Regions from separate parts of the Danio rerio genome. Here region 2 is linked to region 1. A link is a contact called in public Micro-C data. All regions are on one chromosome and are shown on one strand. Each heading gives the region's core, a stretch centred on a gene start, on an enhancer-like site or on the middle of the called end of the contact. The rest is flanking DNA. Distances are from core to core; before and after follow the strand shown.

The links. A called contact is a pair of places that touch in the nucleus more often than the background predicts.
Region 2: a Micro-C map of caudal fin shows a contact between it and region 1, with 1.8 times the contacts expected there. The contact joins two enhancer-like sites. A contact is called at or near these places in 2 of 18 Hi-C or Micro-C datasets (caudal fin and an unstated tissue).

What each region holds. Positions count from the first base shown.
Region 1 is chr7:70,994,132-71,000,184 of GRCz12tu, forward strand. The region is part of intron 4 of mical2a (microtubule associated monooxygenase, calponin and LIM domain containing 2a); the gene reads left to right. Among named protein-coding and RNA genes, the nearest start is that of mical2a, 67 kb to the left of the region's middle. Within about 2 kb of position 2,935, at least 3 of the 62 cell types and tissues checked have an H3K27ac peak or open chromatin away from gene starts, as enhancers often do. A contact at or near this core is called in caudal fin, where this site is marked.
Region 2 is chr7:71,032,268-71,038,174 of GRCz12tu, forward strand. It overlaps mical2a (microtubule associated monooxygenase, calponin and LIM domain containing 2a), which reads left to right. Exons shown (of 29, transcript XR_012382810.1): 18 at 3,756-3,992. Among named protein-coding and RNA genes, the nearest start is that of parvab, 67 kb to the right of the region's middle. Within about 2 kb of position 3,899, at least 19 of the 62 cell types and tissues checked have an H3K27ac peak or open chromatin away from gene starts, as enhancers often do. A contact at or near this core is called in caudal fin, where this site is marked.

The DNA.
Region 1 (6,053 bases), core at 1,685-4,184:
AGTGGTTAACACTGTCACCTCACAGCAAGAAAGTCACTGGTTTGACTCCTGGCTGGGCTAGTTGACATTTCTGTGTGGAGTTTGCATGTTCTCCCCCTTGTTGGTGTGGGTTTCCTCTGGGTTCTCCAGTGTCCCCCACAGTCCAAAGACATGCGCTATAGGTGAATTGAATAAGCTAAATTACTGAATTTGAGAGTGTATGGGTGTTTCCCAGTACTGGGTTGCAGCTAGAAGGGCATCCGTTGCTTAAAACCTATTCAATTTTCCTTCAGCTTAGTCCCTTTTTTATTAGGGAATGCCACAGCGGAATGAACCGCCAACTATTTCAGCATATGTTTTACACACCAGATGTCCAGCCGCAACCCAGTACTGGGAAACATCCATACACACTCATTCACACACAAATAGTACGACCAATTTAGTTTATTCAATTCACCTATAGCGCATGTCTTTGGACTGTGGGGAAAACCGGAGCACCTGGAGAAAACCCACATCAGCACAAGGAGAACATGCAAACTCCACAAAGAAATGCCAACTGACCCAGCTGGGACATGCACCAGCGACTTTCTTGCTATGAGGCTACAGTGCTAACCACTGAGCCACTGTGTCACTCTTATAATGAAGCTTAGTATTGAAATGTTATTTTTACTCTTTTTGGCTAATCTGTTCGTCTGTCGTCCAGCATTTTCTTTGGCTCCCTCTCTCTCTAAGGTTTTCAGGGTCATTCTGTTATTTCAGAAAGACATGATGATGTATTCGCTATGATAGCCGTTTCCTTGACAACCAAACAACACCTGCAGAGCCGTTAATGCCTTTTTAATGCCTGCGGAAAAGTGTTCTGATCCACTTCTACTCTTCCCTCCTGTCATTTTATGACTACATAGCATGCATAGCGTCGGCTCGCTAGCACGCGGCTCCGCTATCTCATTTCACAAGCTTTCTAAAGATCAGAGAAACTGAGAAACAATTAGCTGATCGTGATAATTAGAAACAGATCTCATAGGTCCCAGCCGGCAGTGTGTTTCCATATGTGTCCGCTTTGGTCATCTACGAAAGAACAACATTGCGTAAGCTTCTCCAGACCATTAGCAATCTCTCGCTCTCTCTTCAACAGCAGTGACTGCAGGCTGATAAAAACACGAGAGCTTTCTAAATTCAGACTGTGTGATTGCAGCGACCTTGTAATGTGACCTTGAGGCGATACTTGTGGATCTGTGAAATCTTGGATTAATTTGTTTGAAGTCACGTAAACTTACATTAGAGGATTGGAGGTTAACTGACATTAGAGGTTGGTTTAATTATCGACTTGCTCTAACTATATGTTTTTATATTGCATAATGAGCTGGGCAAGATTGCATAATGCTTGAGTACCTCATGGTTCAAGCTAAATTCTCAAGTTTTAAGTTAATTTTTATTTTTTGGATAGCAAAATCCAGATGTTTGCAACTAAAATGTCGGATTTTGTTGATTTTTTTGCAGCATTTTTTTATTATTGTTTTTGCAGTGAAAATATGCACAAAACTTAATTTACAGTATGATTAATTTTTTTAACCTTGAGAATCATTGATCCCTGTAATATTCTTAAATTAAAAGAACAGAGTTTACCCCTAAAGCCTGCTATCTAATATTTGAAAATGAAAGCAATTTATTTGGCAATGAATGCTAAGTCGGCTGTGTTTTGATGGCTTCATGAACATGTTGATGGAAATGATGTGTGCGCACTATGAGTGGGAGAAAGAGAGAGTGAAGGCTACGCTTATGATGACAGACGCATAAACTATAAAGAATTTTAGCGTAAGAGAGAGGAAAGAGAAAGGAAACCAAAAACTTGAATGTTCATTTTGTAATATTTGTTTCAGATTAAATAGTAGAGGTAACAGCTGTTGTAGTAATAAAAATAATAATATTCATAATTTCTATTATATATAAAAAATAAAAAAATAAATAAACGTTACAAATCCTCAAGTCACCAGCCACATTTCTTTGCAAATACAGTGTTTAATTTAACTTTATTTTAGTTTAATGTAGTTTTGTTTTTGGTAGTGTTTTGTTTCATTTAATTTTGTTTTGTTTTAATTTAACTGTATTTTATTTTATTTTATTTATTATTCTATTCATTCATTTTTATTTAGTTTTAATTTATTTGACATATTTTTTTGTTTGTTTAATTTAATTTAATTTGAATTTAATTTTATTTTTGTTTTCTTTTGTATACATTTTCTTTGTTTTGTTTTTTTTTGTATAGTTTTGTTTTGGGGCTGAACGGTGGCGCAGGGGGTAGCACGTTCACCTCACAAGAAGGTCGCTGGTTCGAGCCCTGGCTGGGTTAGTTGGTATTTCTGTGTGGCATGTTCTCCCAGTGTTCGCGTGGGTTTCCTCCGGGTGCTCCGGTTTCTCCCACAAGTTCAAAAACATGTGGTACTGGTGAATTGAGTAAGCTAAATTGTCCGTGGTGTATGTGTGAGTATGGGTGTTTCCCAGTGATGGGTTGCAGCTGGGAGGGCATCCACTGTGTAAAACATTTGCTGGATAAGTTGGCTGTTCATTCCTGATTATTACAGGGACTTAGGCGAAAAGAAAATGAATGAATGAATGAATGAATGAATGAATGAATGAATGAATGAATGAATGAATGAATGAATGAATGAATATGCAATTATGCACATGGCACTATGTGGTAAAGGGTGACTTTGAACTGTCTCTTGATTGGCCGAAATATGCAGGAAATCTGCGGCAACTGAAAAAAATTTCTCTAAAAAACAAACTCTTGCTTGTATATGCGTTAAATTCAGCGATCACAAAAATGTTAAATCCTGGAGGGCCTGACTTGTATTTGTTAGACAGTCTTGGATTATTTAGCTTGAAGTCAAGCTGTACACTTTTGACATTGGTTGGCTCAACTGTTGAGTGACTTGCTGTGACTACATGTTTTTGGAATGTGTAGCGCGCCGGGCAAGATTGCATAACGCTTACATGAATAACAGTACCTGGTCTTGTCGAAATATGTGGCTGTTAGAAAAACGTTTCCATTTAGACGAATATTTTCATTTAAAACAACCCAAGGTTCCCTTACAGCAAGAACAGACCCTCAAAAGTGATTCTGGGTGACATATTTCAATATTAATTTGTATTTATTGTGCTATTGCTCCACCCTGCTACTGTCCGCCAAATAAAGGAAAATAAAATATTGCTCCAATATTTCTCTTTAATAGTTTGGGATGCTTGAAAGGATTGTTTACACAAAAATGAGAATTCTGTCATCATTTACTGTAATGTATGTTCAAGATCTGATGACTTTCATTCTTGTGTTGAACATACAAGCAGATGTTTTAAATAAGTCGGTGACCGAACAGATTCAGTGCATACTGACTTATTTGTATAAGATTTGTTTGGAGGAAAAACAATGGAAGTAAATGGGAACCAAAACTGCTTGATTTCAAGCATTCTCCAGAATATCCTAGTGTGTGAGAGTGTTCCACAGAAAAATATATAATTTGGGTACTTCTAACTGAATGTAACGTATATCCAGATACTTACAGTTACTGCATTTAATTTCAAATAAAATGAAGATGTATAATTGTTTAAACTTGTTAAATAGTTAGTTGAACTTTTCTGACCCACTTAAGTTGGACTGAAATATATTTAAATGGATTTATATGCATACTGAAAAACTGGTAAATCTGACTTCATTTAGTTTGCAACGCCTAACGTCCAATAATACAATTTATTCCTAAAGGACAAAAGTAAAAAAAAAAAAAACGGCCTACTTTTTGGTCTTATTTTCATTTTAAAAACCGTTTCACTCAGATGTACGTCATAATAAGAAAAAAAAAACAACGATATCAACTTCTGTTTCATTTAATGAAAAACAAAAAAGCAATTCATACAAAAAATGAAATTTACCTCATTATTTACTAGGGCTAAAATGAGAATCACCATTTTCTTGCTTAAAGGGCACCTAGGTTACCGCTTTTTTCAGATTTAATATAAGTCTTTTGTGTCTCCAGAATGTGTCTAAAGTTTCAGCTCAAAACACCCATCAGATTTTTTATTATACCTTTTACAAGTTTCTCTTTTATACCTTTTAGCATCAGGTAGCTGTTTTGCTGTACTGCGCCTTTAAGGCTAGTCCTCTTCGCTCACCGTTTCTACATGCCTTTCTGCGTGCCTTAATCTCCTCCCTCGGCTGATTCAGACAACAGACAGACATAAAGGAAGCAGATCTCACGTAGCGTTTGTGAGAAATACTACAGTAGGAACTTTACCAATGAGTATTTAATGCATTTGTTGTGGAGTTGCAACAATGAGTCACCCACAACGTCATTACAAAGTTCAAGCCCACACACAGATACACACACACACACATACACAGCGCAGCGCAAATGTGACAGGATACAGGTTAATCTCCACTGCTGTATGGATATCTGTTATGTTAATGGACAAAATAAACCTGATTTAACCTCCACAAACCGGGATGGAAGTGTCTAATTTTATAATTGTCCTGACACGCGGCTATGGTGATAAAGTAAAGCTGAAGTAAATCGCTGTACTTCATTTCACACATGCTCTGTTTTAAAACATTTTAAACATGTGAAACTTACTCTTGATCACATTTGATGATGATTAATGATCCTAGCAAACTGAACAGACCTTTCATTCCCGGTTGCTTTGCACACGTCCTGTCTTGTTGATATGATTATACAGGTGACTACCGGGACATGTTAATACGTAGCTGTCAATCAATTCTGTTGGCGGGGGGACCGCACTCCTACATCAAGTTGAAGTCAGTCTGAAAACCACTCCATTTGATCCACTGTTTTTATGTTGTTAAATTAAAAAAAAAAAGTACTGGGTGTGTTTATATCACCCCAATATGGCGGTCTATACGCTATACCTACACACATGTCTGTCCAAACTGCTTGAAAAGTAGATTTTTCACCATGGGTGCCCTTTAAAATCAACATCCCGATTTTCTCATGATTCTGTAGCTGTAAAATAAAGGTTAATATGATTAGCGTATTATTGTTGTTATTTCTCAAACATATGGTAAAACAGCACTAATAATATTCGCCCTATGTGTACAGTAGTTCTACTGCTGGTTATAATGCTACATTTTGAATAGACTTAACATGACTTTAAATGCGTCCTGGTTGCTAATGCAAAGTAAAGTGGTGACATTAGAATTCAACTATTCATAATCTCAACAAAAAGTACTCCAGGGTGTCTCGAACCTTTATCATCAAGGGCCCTATCATACACCCGACGCAGTGTGGCGCAAGGCGTGGCGCAATAGTCTTTTGGTAGTTCCAGCTTGGCGCAAGAGTCGTTTTGAGGCGTTGCGCTACGCTATTTAAATAGCAAATGCATTAGCGCTCATTTGTGCGCCCATAGGTGTTCTGGTCTAAAAAGGAAGGCGTTCTGAGGCAGACCGCTGGCGCGTTGCTATTTTGAGAATCTATAATAGATTTTTCATTAGACCAAAACTAACCCGGTCTAAACTCCGGCGCAGAGTTGCGCCACGCTTACGCACTGCTTAATACGCACAAGAGAGCAATAGGCAAATATCTTTACATATGAAAAAAAATTAAATATTAAGGATATATATAGGATATAATAAGAATAGATATAGGATATAAATATAAAGGATTAAAATATTACAAAACATATTATTTTCTAGCCTACATAAATATGAAAAATCACTGCTTTTATGTCTTCTTCATCTCGGGAGGCTTTTTCAGTTCATTCATAACAATTTGCTTTTGTATAATGTTATTATTATTAGCAGTATTATTTATTATATCCATATTTATATTTGTTTTATTAAAAACAAGCTTAGATTTGCCCACCTGTAAGGTTTTAGACCATATGGGGCACAGCATGTGTTTTAGGATATAACTCAGGTTTTTGAGCACATTTTGTTAATATTGTTAATAAATTCGTTTGCTGGAAATTAAAACTGAATTTAGAAATAGTTTTGAAACGAATATTTGCGCTTAACAAACAAAAGTATTTATTTATAGACTAATTGATGTCTGTGCGTAAAGGTTTCCCTA
Region 2 (5,907 bases), core at 2,649-5,148, 39 kb after region 1:
ACTATGACATTTATCAGATGTTGGATTTTGGTCACTTTCCAACAAAACCTAAAATCAACCAAATATTAACGTAATTAGAAGTCATTATTGGACGTCAAAATAACGTTGTCCTTAGACGATGGCTAGACATTGAATTTTGGTCACCTGACGTCATTGACCTAAATCTAACCTAATATTAAAGTCTTATGACGTTGTCTGCCTGCTGGGCTGTTAAGCACCACTACAACCTGAATTAATGCTTCTGATGCTACCTAATGTTAGCTTAATGTTAGTAACGTTAGCTTAATTGGCTTTATACAGCCTTACATGTTTGAGCATGCTCAAATCGACAAAAATGTGTGTCAGCGTTGCAATGAGTTAAAACCTGCTCATCTTCCAAGCAAGTGTGGTTCATGGTTAGCAATGGCAGATGACACGAGAGCACAAGCTCTGGTGCACTTTGCAAAAAAGAGAAAATGACACAGCTCATGAGTTTTTAGATGCCATTTTTTAAAAAGCTTATTGTTTTTAAATTGTATGTATTCTGATAGCTAGCAAAATATAGACTGTAGTAGGTAGCAAGACTGTAGACTAAGTTTTGAGTTTGGTATAAACCAGCACTGTAATTTAAAAAAACATCAATTTCTCGCTATTGCACATGTTTGAACAGCGATGATTGGCCGTTATGTTCACATAGGCCTGGGCGATATTGCAAAAAAAAAAAAAAAACATCACAATATTATGTTTCATATCATTCGAAATCGATAATTATTTTAAAATATATATTTAAATACATTTAGGAATTTTGTTATTTTTATTATTAAAAAAAAAAAGATTTATTTTTGGCCTTTATTAGATAGGACAGTAGTCAGACAGGAAGTAAAGTGGGAGAAAGAGAAGGGGGGGTAGGGTCAGAAAATGTCCTCGAGCTGGGATTCGAACTCGGGACGCCCTGAAGTGCTACAGCACCATATGTCAGTGAGCTAACCACTAGGCAACATTACTAAGGTAAATGGTTTTATTAGTCAAAAACTAAAATATTTAAACTAAATATATGATCTCTTTGTAATAAAATAAACACAAGTGTTAAAGAAACTCTTAAACTTGTTAGATAAAATGTTACAAAGTCATTGCAATGATAATGTGAAAATGCTGCCAAATTAAAGTAAACTTTAATGTGTGAATAATAATGAGACTGTAAACCTCAAACTCTGTAAACAAAACTAATTATGATAATTAAATCTGAGCTTTAAAGGAACCAACCATCATTATTCAAATACATACTGCCACATACTGCAACAATTGTGAAGTTGAATGACCACATTACCCCCTATGCTAAAACATCTTTCAGATGGGGAGCTAGTGGCTGGGATGCACATGAAAAGAAACCAAAAAGCCACTTTGGCGACATCCTTGCATCCTCTTTTATATACAATCTCCTCACTGCTGCTATACAGCACTCATTTTCACATGTGTTATTTTTCTGACCTGAAGTGACAAGCGTGCGCGTGGATTCCTTGACCATTTACAATGGACTTTTCTCATGCTCAACTGGCATCTCTTGTAGCTAGGCAACAATCAAGCGTTTTCTCGGAAGATGACAAATTAACAAAGCATTGCTGCAGTTTCGATACAAGTTTATAGAGAGAATTAAAAAGTACTGCAGTGTTTAGATGCACTGTTTACCATTATCACTAAAATGTGTGTATTCCATGCAAAGTGGAAACCAGATTAGTTTGTTCAACATGAATTCTAGTGCGCTAGGGGCATTCGGAAAAGTTGCGTGTCTCCATTAGAAAAGACAAACTGACACTTTAGCTTATTGGCAACGCTTCAAGGCGCGCGCTTAGCAGCCACATTTTTATAAAACTATAGCACTTCATAGCGAAACTACATACAGAATTTTTTTTTTTAATTATCCATATTGACAATGGTGTTCGGTCAATAAATATCAACACAGATTTTATTGCCCAGCCCTGTGTTCACATGCTCTGAAATGATTGCCCTTGAAGGTCATCGGTTAACCAGTCTTTATCATATGAACACAATGGCCAATCAGTGGTGTTTAAGAACATGCTCAACTGCACTCAGCACTACCGAAGTCAATACTTTTGACAACCCTAGACTGTAGTAACAGACAGTGACAGGATTAAGGGGTTGAACCAGTAATGATATTATGTAGTAGTTATTCAATCCAGGCTTATTGAAGATACGTGCTGAGGACTACATTTTTGGGAACCACAAAATATGTGCCCAGGGCTATGTCTCCTTGCAGTTTTTGTTTTCACAAATCCACTGGAGGCTGCTGTATACACTTTTAACAATCTTAAATACGTTACCACGAATGCACCGCTCATAAAATCCACCAGAGGCCACTGTGTACATTTCTGCGAGTATGAACATCCTTCTTGTGCGTGTCTTTGAGAGAAGCCGGTTGATTTGTCAGGATGCATATATTAGCTTGCAATCTACTAACCCACCCACCCCTTCCCTAAACCCAACCAATAGTGTATTTAAAGGCAAACTAGCAAGAGAAGGGCAGGTTGGCATTTTTGTACGGAGTTGGCATGTTCTTCCCGTGTTGTTGTGGGTTTCCTCGGGGTGCTTCAGTTTCCGCCACAAACCAAAGACATGTGGTATAGGTGAATTGAATAAACTAAACTGAACGTAGTGTATCAGTGTGCGGGTGAATGAGTGTGTATGGATGTTTCCCAGTACTGGGTTGCATCTGGAAGGGCATCTGCTGCGTAAAACATGGTTGGAAAACATGCTGGAATAGTTGGTGGTTCATTTCTCTGTGGCGATCCCTGATAAATAAGGGACTAAGCTGAAGGAAAATGAATGAACTAGAAGAGAAAAAAAAAACACCACAAATTCACGCTCCTTTTTTGGTTTTGTTTTACTTGTTTTTAGAACCGTTCTTTGTCAAACTCAAACCTCAACGCCGTACAAGGCGAGCTACCGAGCAAACTGGTCACACCGGAAGAGCAGTCCATACAGAAGTAAGCAGTCAGCAGTAGTGCGAAAAAAAACTTGTACACAAAATGCAGCAATGTAGCCCCAGGTATATGAATCAAAATTCCCAAAAATGGAGCCCTGGGCACATATTCCCAATAAGCCAGTATGTGTTGCAGTTATAATAGTGTTGGAACTGGGCCATTCTCAGTGGATTTATTGCATCATCGAGCCACATCTCAGCCCTGCCCAAAAAATATTACAAAGAGTCTTTGTAATGCATTTCAGCAATACATTTCTACCGTTTATAATTCTCAGAACTCTCTTTACCCAGACTTTTATTTTTTCAGTAAATCATAATGCAATATCTTTCAGAAGTATAAATGGTTGGTTGGATGTTTATTCAGTTCTTTTATTCAGCTAAGTCACATTAATAATTGTTGAAAGGTCAATATAATGACATCATGTAATTAAGTAATGACAGCTGAGAAATCAGTTTTGACATCACAGAAATAAATGATGCTAACAAAACAAACATGATATAAATCAGAATATATCGATTTAATCTTATGTTTGATCAAAGACATTTTGCTTTGTTTAGAGGAAAAAAAAACTAATTTAATGTTTATTTCAATCAAACTTTTCACCGCCAGTTTTATCATTATTATTTCAAAAATTTAAAACAGAGTAATATGCCAGGCATTACAATAGCTGAGCTAAATGCCACTGTGTAAATCTTTACCTCACTATAAACACACCCTAAAGTTCCCAAAGTATGTCTGTGTACAGCAGTAGTGTCCATATGTGCTGTGTGTTCACAGTTTCCATCCATTGCCCTTGTGCAACACAGCGATGAGTCTTCAGATCCTCTGTTCCTCTCGCTTCATTCCAGTCCTCTGAATCCACGGAGGAAACCACTTCACCCGTCACACACACACACACATGCTCAACCACCTCACACAGAGTCAGACACAGAGAGCTCAGGAAGCCGCACAGCAGTGCTGGCTGTGACCGCGATGCTCCAGCGCCTCCAGAGGGTGGAAGAAGAGATCAGCCAGGTGAAACACCACCAACCTCTTTCTGGCCTTTTGCTGGAGGTCCTGAATTATATTTAGCGTCTTTAACAGCTATGTATTCACATTAAAAAAGGAATAATTGCTACAGAATGTACTTATCATATTCAGGGTTTATGAAGCATGGTTAAAGACAGAGACAAGTTTAGCACTAGTGGTGGGTTATGTTTAGATATTTCTGCGCAGAATTTAAAAATAAAATCTGCGAATATATGTGGAATGACTTTGAGAGAAACTAGAAACTTAAACAAAGCTACAGTAAGTCTCTCATATAATATATCAGTAACACTTTTGTTTAGGCCACAATTCGCTGCATTAACAAATCATTAACTAACACTATTAGTTTAATAAAGTAAATAATAAATAATAAAATTAGCTGTTTATTAGTTGTAGTAAGGTAGGAGTTGAGTTTAGGTTTTAGGTAGGATTAGGGATGCAGAATAAAATCATACTTCATAACTAATGAGCAGTTAATATGTTAATAAGAGACAGGTAACAAGCCAGTAGTTAATAGCATGAATTGTGACCTAAACTAAAGCGCTACCAATATATCTACCAAAAGGCTAAAAAATATTACTTTGCAAAGTGTATTTTACATGAATTATTAAATAATTATTAATAAATATTCATATTGTTCAATAATATTACTGAAATTAATATAAAAACTGAATGCATATATAGTGCATTCTGAAAGTATTCATAGCGCTTTTTTTTGTTGTTGTTGTTACAGCCTTATTCCAAAATGGATTAAATTAATTTATTTCCTCAAAATTCTACACACAATACCCCATAATGACAATATGAAAAAAGATTTTCTGAAATTGTTGCAAATTTATTAAAATAAAAAGCCCTAAAAAATCACAATACTTTCTTAATACAGCGGACGTTTCTGGAGACCGCGAAATACGTCCCGGGAGGTACGTATTTGTGCAGTTTTTGTTTTTGCGAATCCGCGAGAGGCCACTGTGCGCGCTTTTTTCGTATCTCAAACGTCTCTCGCGAGTGCCGTTCGCGCCCGCGCTGTTCTCGCGTCAACCCACTAAAGGCCACTATCTGACTGACCAAATGATTGACTGCGTGACCGGCCAATCGGCTGACCCACCCTCCTCCTTCCCAGTTTTACCGATTGACCCGCCCGCCCGCTCACTTCCCTAAACCTGAGCAACAATTTAGAAAAGCCGTCTAGAAAAAGAAAAACCCTCATCTGTTTTTTTTTTTTTTTTTTTACCGTGTTTTCACCTCAACTCGTTCGCTTTATTTTTTGGATTCTGTTTTTGTCTTGCCTGGTTTCTGGAACCGCTCTTCCCTGAACTCGAACCCGGGTGCCTTTGTCAACTCATCCTCTCTGCATCTGAAGTCCGCCGAAGCACACGATGAGCTGACCGGACAAACTGACTGCAGCGGGAAAGCCCTCCACATGGAGGTAAGCAGTCAGCTGGCAAGCGCGAAAGGGAACGGCGTCACACCACCCCGTAGTGTTTGCTTAAAAAAATGAAATGCAGCCATACGTACCTCCCAGGACTTATTTCGCGGTCTCCAGAAATGTCCGCTGGACTACGTTTTCAGAATGAGCCTGGGTTGCATTTTCAGATATCTCTAGAGATGTTCAATAGGATTTAGATCTGGGCTCTGGCTGGACCACTCAAGGACATTCCTAGAGTTGTTGCAAAGCCACTCTGTTGATATTATGGCGGTGTGCTTTGAGTCATTGTCCTGCTGGAAGATGAACCGTTGCGCAGTCTGAGGTCAAAAGCACTCTGAAGCAGGTTTTCATTCAGGATGTCTCTGTACATTGCTGCATTCATCTTTCCCTCTATCCTGACTAGTCTTCCAGTTCCTGCTGCTGAAAAACATCCCTACAGCAAGATGCTGCCACCACTATGCTTCACTGTAGGAATGG